2 separate regions of the Mus musculus genome follow, and region 1 is linked to region 2. Evidence: chromatin contacts called from public Hi-C data. All regions are on one chromosome and are shown on one strand. The core of a region is the stretch at or near the end of the contact, and the rest is flanking DNA. Distances in the headings are between cores, read along the strand shown. Region 1 has its middle 36 kb from the start of Cckar. Region 2 holds the start of Sel1l3 (sel-1 suppressor of lin-12-like 3 (C. elegans)).

Region 1 (2,700 bases), core at 169-2,668, 460 kb after region 2:
TGATTTATTGAAGCCCACCTGGGTTTACTAACTGGCGGGGATGGGGAACTGGGGACCCTGCTTCAGGTGTCCACTGGAACAAACAGGAGCCTTGCGTTTGCTCGCTCAGGGAGGCACTCCGTGGGAGGAAGGTCTAGGATTGTGGCCCTGAGTGGTCAGAAACTGAGTGTTTGCTCAGCTCCAGACAGGCCAGTGGGAGGTGTCAGGGAGAAGAGTGGAGCAGTGCCTGGATAAGGGTTGGCTCAGGTACAGCCCTTCATCTAACCTTTGTTGATAGCCTCACTTCTCCGTGCCTCTTTAAACCTTTAGTTTCACAAGTGACTGGGAAAAGTATAGTTTAAATAAGTCAAAGATTTGAGGGTGACAGAAAACTTTGAGTGGACCCAGTCCTGAGGTAAAGAATTTGGCCCTGCATGCATTTCTTCTAGGCTCCGCCCAGCAGTTACCTACCATCAGCCAGGTGTGAGCCTGGCTTGCAAAAGGACTGTTCGCCTTCCCTGTCTTCTCTTTTCTTCTTCCCCCTCCGCCTTCCTCTTCTTCCTCTCCTCTCTCTCCTCTTCCTCCTCCACTCCGTCTCTCTGCCCTCCCTCCATGTTCCTGCCTGGCTCCCACCCACCCTTTCTCTCTCTCTTTCTGTGCTCTGTCCCCTCGCTTTCTCTGCCTCCACTCAATTCTCACCCCCCTTCTCGTGCCCCAAATAAACTTCATTTTATACTAGACCAGGCGTATGGCTGGTACTGGGGGCGGGATCCTCAGCATGCCCCCCCCCCCCCCCCCCGATAAGATGCCACCTCATTACAAAACACCAGAAGGATCGAGAAATGAACAGGTCTCTCTCTCTCTCTCTCTCTCTCTCTCTCTCTCTCTCTCTCTCTCTCTCTTATATTTAAAACCTTACATTCCATTAATTTTTTTCCACCTTAACAAAATAACGAAATCATTTTTTTTTTTCGTTACCCATCCCTCCCCCTCCCCCCGAGTCAGGGTTCTCTGTGTAGCCCTGGCTATCCTGGAACTAACTGTAGAACAGGCTGGCCTCGAACTCAGAAATCTGCCTGCCTCTGCCTCCCAAGTGCTGGGATTAAAGGCGATCGCCACCACTGCCCGTCAAAATCTTTTTCCTCAGTGATCTTGGTTGGGAAGTAAGGTTCCGCGATTGACTGAAGAATGATGCCCCAGTCTTAAATAGTATGTAAATGCAAAGAGTGTTTTTAATCTGCAGAAGTCCAGCATGCTGGGGTCTCCCATTACCAAGATAAAGAGGCATCCTCACCCCCCAAGTGAGCTTGCAGGCCCAGTTTATAGCACATTAGGGGAATTCTGTGGAAGGCAGGCTTTGTCTACTTTATCTCTAGGCATTCCGAAACCATTACCAGGGCGTGGTGACTGCAAGCTGTTTCTGAGGAATCCCGGGGTTGGTGGGCTTTGTCTTACTTCAACTCTAAGGACATTCCATTCCCCTGGTGTGGAGGCTGGAAACTGCTGGCCCTTTGTCCTTGCTGAAGGTCAGGTGATGGGGCAGTTTCTGATTAGCAGTCTGGAGCCAGGGTTTTTAGGGCTGGAATCAGCCTAGCTTTCTCAGAGGTTTGATCGACAAGAAACAGGGCTCACCTGGAGCAGCAGAGCACTGTCCCGAGGATTAGGCTTGCTGGGGGCTCCAGATGCTGTCCCCCTCAAGCCCCTGAGCAGCACCTGGAACCAGGAGCATGTCCTTCTAATTTGAATAAGGGAAAGAGATGTCTTAGTACCTTCTGGCTGGCCAGCTAGTCCCAGGAAGCCCTCTTGTCTCTGCCTCCCCAGTACTAAGATTGTAGCCATGTGCCCAAGACTACATATTTGCTTGTTCATTCATTCATGTATTCATTTATTCATTTTTCTTTTTGTGTGAGTGGTGGGATTGAGTCAGGTCCTCGTGGTTGTGTGGTTAACACTTTATTAGCTAATCCACCTCCCCCAACCCTAGCGTCTTTTCATCCTATCATCGGAGAGAACCACTGCCTCATGAGGCTGGAGGCTCCCCAAGACCTCTGACAATTCCTAATTTCTGCTTGCAACCCAACCTCACCTTGCCAGGGCAAGTTGCCCTCTAGGTTTACGCTCATTCCAAAGTTCTGCTGTGTTGGGATGGAAACCTGGATCCCAAGGAGAGTCATCAAATCCCCGTACAGGGCTGGACTCGAGCACAGCTTCTGAAGTGACACCAGTTTACAGGGTGATGGAGTCCAGGCGGGGTCTTCTTGCTCTGTGTGGACTCTCATGTGACTCTCTGCTGCCTCCCTGTGGTCAGTAGTGGGGAAGGTCGTCCATGTGCTGTGCTAACCCAGTTTCAGAACTGGAGTGTCACAAACCATCACAGATCCTACTTTTGAGTGTGAAATGGACAGGTTAGGCACAGAGAACAGATGTTTGGACCCACCTGCCTTATAATGATAGTTATACTGGATATATATCTATATATCAATATCTATATGCATATATATATGTATGTATATATATATATATATATATATATATATATGTATATATATATATATGTATATGTCTTACCTGAAGACTCACCTGAGGGTTTCTGGGCTTCACTCCCACAGTATCTGAATCAGGAAGGCTGTGTTGGGCTTAAGAAGTGACATTTTATAGACGTTCCAGGTGGTGGTGATGCTGACCCAAGATCCCCCCCCCCCCCCACACACACACACCTCC
Region 2 (2,700 bases), core at 65-2,564:
ATTGCTCGTTTTTTAAGCATTCTGTGAATTTCCTATTACATCAGTTTCATGATTCAGCATTTTCCTTTTCATTTATTTACAGTAATATTCGGCGAGATAACCTAAGCTTTCCGCAGGATCCTGGAACATAAGGTAGGCTGGGCAGCAAGGGTGTAGCCTTCTGTAAATTTACTATTGCTCAGAACTCAGGAACAAATGGGAGAGAGCAAGTCAGCCAAAGAACTGGGAAATAGCTCCTCACCTTACTCTGAGGGTCTCATTTTCTCTGGTATTTAAAATAGGTGACTGCCATCTAGTTTGTAAGTCTAACAGAAGGCAAGAAGTGTGCAAATTGCAAACTGTGCATAAGCCAAACGCAGCTCTGAAACGACAGCGTTCAAGACGCAACTAAAGTCACCACTCTGGCGGTAAGCGTGGTACAAAGAAGTAGATTTCATTCTGGCACCCGCAACTTGGCTGGAGTGACCAAGGAGTTGAGAAAGAGCCTCTGGAAATGCGATGTGCGGTGGCACAGAACCGTCTGGACGGAAAGAACCCGATGCAAACTCAAAGGAGGGTCGGGGTGGGGGGTGGGGGCAGGAAAAAGGAGAAGTTGGGCACACGGAGCAAAGGAGCTTCAAGAAGGTGAATGAAAAGCCTAGGACAGGTGGGGACAGGGCTGGGGAGCCACGATCCAAGGGGCGGGAAGCAAATGCAGGGTAGGGAGGGTCCAACGTCGCTGGGGACAAGAAGGGTACTCTAGGGGAACCTAGCCCTGGTCTCCAGCAAGGCGATGAGGAAGAGGAATGACTCCAGCGAGAGTAGCCCGCAAGTCCGGTCCACGCACCCGGGTACTCATCCCAAGGGCTGGGAGCGCCCGGGACGCAGTGGCAAGGAAAAGAGACAAACTCGCGGCGACGTCCCCACCTCCTGCGGTTGGGGTCCCAGGCCACCCCCACCCCGTCCCCAGGGCCCGCGCAGAAGGAAGGACCCTAATAGGGTCCGGCGCTCACCAGGTAGCAGAGAAAGAGCAATGCGCTGGTAGGGCGGCCGCCGAGGCCCGGGGAGACACCGCGGCTCGGGGGGACCATGGCTGCGGCCGGGGGACCGAAAGCGGGCGGCGGGGGCTGCTGCTGCTGCTGCTGCTGTCGCCGCCGTGGCCACCAAAGCCCCGCGCCGCGCCACTGCATGGCGAGGCCGCCCGGATCCCGGCCGGAACAGGTCACCTGGTGCAGGGACCGGCCCCCGCCCGAGGCGCCACCTTCCCTCCCGCCCCCGGCCGGCGGCCCGCCGCGCGCGGGGCCACCTGCCGCTGCCACCGGACCCGCCGCCGCCACCGCCGCCACCGCCGCTCCCGCCGCCGCCCCCGCAGCCCCAACCGAGCGCCGGCTCCTCCCCGCTCGCAGTCCCGTCCCCTCCCTCCCTCGGCCTCCCTGCCCAGCCCGCCTCCCTGGTCGTTCCCTCCGAACCCACGACGTCCACCCCTCCTGGCCGTAGGCGCCCACACAGGTGGGGACCTCGTGGTCCCGCCCCCCACCCCGGCCGCTGTTCGCCCCCGGGTCCGCGGGGCTCTCGGTCGCCCCCCCCATCCCTTTCTCTTGCTTCCTCCTCCGCCCCTTCCGCGCCCTTGCAGTCCGCGATCCCCCCCCCCCACCCCTTCTACTACCCACTTTCTCCGTTTCCTCCACGTCCTTTCTCCCCAACTCCCTCCCTTCTCCATCTCTCTCTCCCGCATCTCTAGCGGGTGCCCACCCTGCTGCTTGCCTCTCATTCCCACTTCGCGCCCCAGCACTAGACAGTGAGGTTTGTTTGGTGGCTTGGGGGTGGAGGGGTAGTGGTGGCCCGGGCGCCATTCCGGCAGGGCGGGGGCCGAGAGTGCTTTCTTGGAGTTGAGCCACGCAGCCGCTTGGCTTCTAATCCTTAGGGATGGATTTTGACCCCTGCTAACCTCCACCTGTCACCTGCAGGGCTTGGGGCTGCTTTCCTGCTTGCAGGTTTAGAGCCCAGGCTGTGCCCCACCCTGCCGCCTGATTGGCGACTCGTTCTGGATGTTTCCCCAGGGTTTTGTGCGGTGTGGCCGCTGCTGCCTCCGCGCTCTTTGTTTTAATTGTCTGGAGTATTGGCGCCCAGAGCGGGTTTGTATTTGATTTGCATCCCTGAGCTCTGGCTTCCACTTGGACGAGGAGAAAATGAATTAATTAGGCCAGTACAATCGTACCCAAGCCCCAAATGAAAGGAGGTGAGGCCCTTGAAGTGCGCAAACAGCTTTTTTTTTTTTTTGAAAATCAGGACACATCCTAGGTTTTGGGGAGGCAAGGTGAGACTGGATGTTAGTAGACCTGGGTTCTGGAGCCACTGGCAGGTGACATGAGACTCGTGGACAGGGCAAGCAACTCGGGCTTGCCCTGTAGTTCCAGGAAGTGCTTGGCTGTCCTGCTGCTGAGAAGACTGCTTGTGAGCCAAGGGCTGGTGTCCTGAGATAGTTAACCCATGTTGAAAAGTTTGTCCCTTTGGCACTGATGTGGATGTGTGTGGATGGGAACTATTAATAGATTGGAAGCCAAGGAACACAACCCTTTCCCTGAGGAGTTGTCACTACTGTGGTCCAAGTAATGCCAGGCGCGGTGGGGGGTGGGAGGTGGGGCGGGGAGGATCGAGGAAAAGCTCAGAGTCAGTTTCTGGACCTGGCTACAGTGGGGCTATCAGCAAAGAGCTGGGACT

The links. A called contact is a pair of places that touch in the nucleus more often than the background predicts.
Region 1: a Hi-C map of Sertoli cells shows a contact between it and region 2, with 4 times the contacts expected there. The contact joins the enhancer-like site here to the promoter of Sel1l3 in region 2. A contact is called at or near these places in 4 of 39 promoter capture datasets (the 3T3-L1 cell line, embryonic stem cells and stem cell-derived epiblast-like cells), 1 of 484 Hi-C or Micro-C datasets (Sertoli cells) and 2 of 115 datasets of contacts at active chromatin or transcription factors (both in embryonic stem cells).

The regions. Positions count from the first base shown.
Region 1 is chr5:53,670,288-53,672,987 of GRCm38.p6, forward strand. No RefSeq gene overlaps it. Among named protein-coding and RNA genes, the nearest start is that of Cckar, 36 kb to the right of the region's middle. Within about 2 kb of position 1,419, at least 28 of the 459 cell types and tissues checked have an H3K27ac peak or open chromatin away from gene starts, as enhancers often do. A contact at or near this core is called in Sertoli cells, embryonic stem cells and stem cell-derived epiblast-like cells, where this site is marked.
Region 2 is chr5:53,212,138-53,214,837 of GRCm38.p6, forward strand. Sel1l3 (sel-1 suppressor of lin-12-like 3 (C. elegans)) reads right to left here and starts at 1,315. Exons shown (of 24, transcript NM_172710.3): 1 at 993-1,315. The coding sequence starts at 1,169.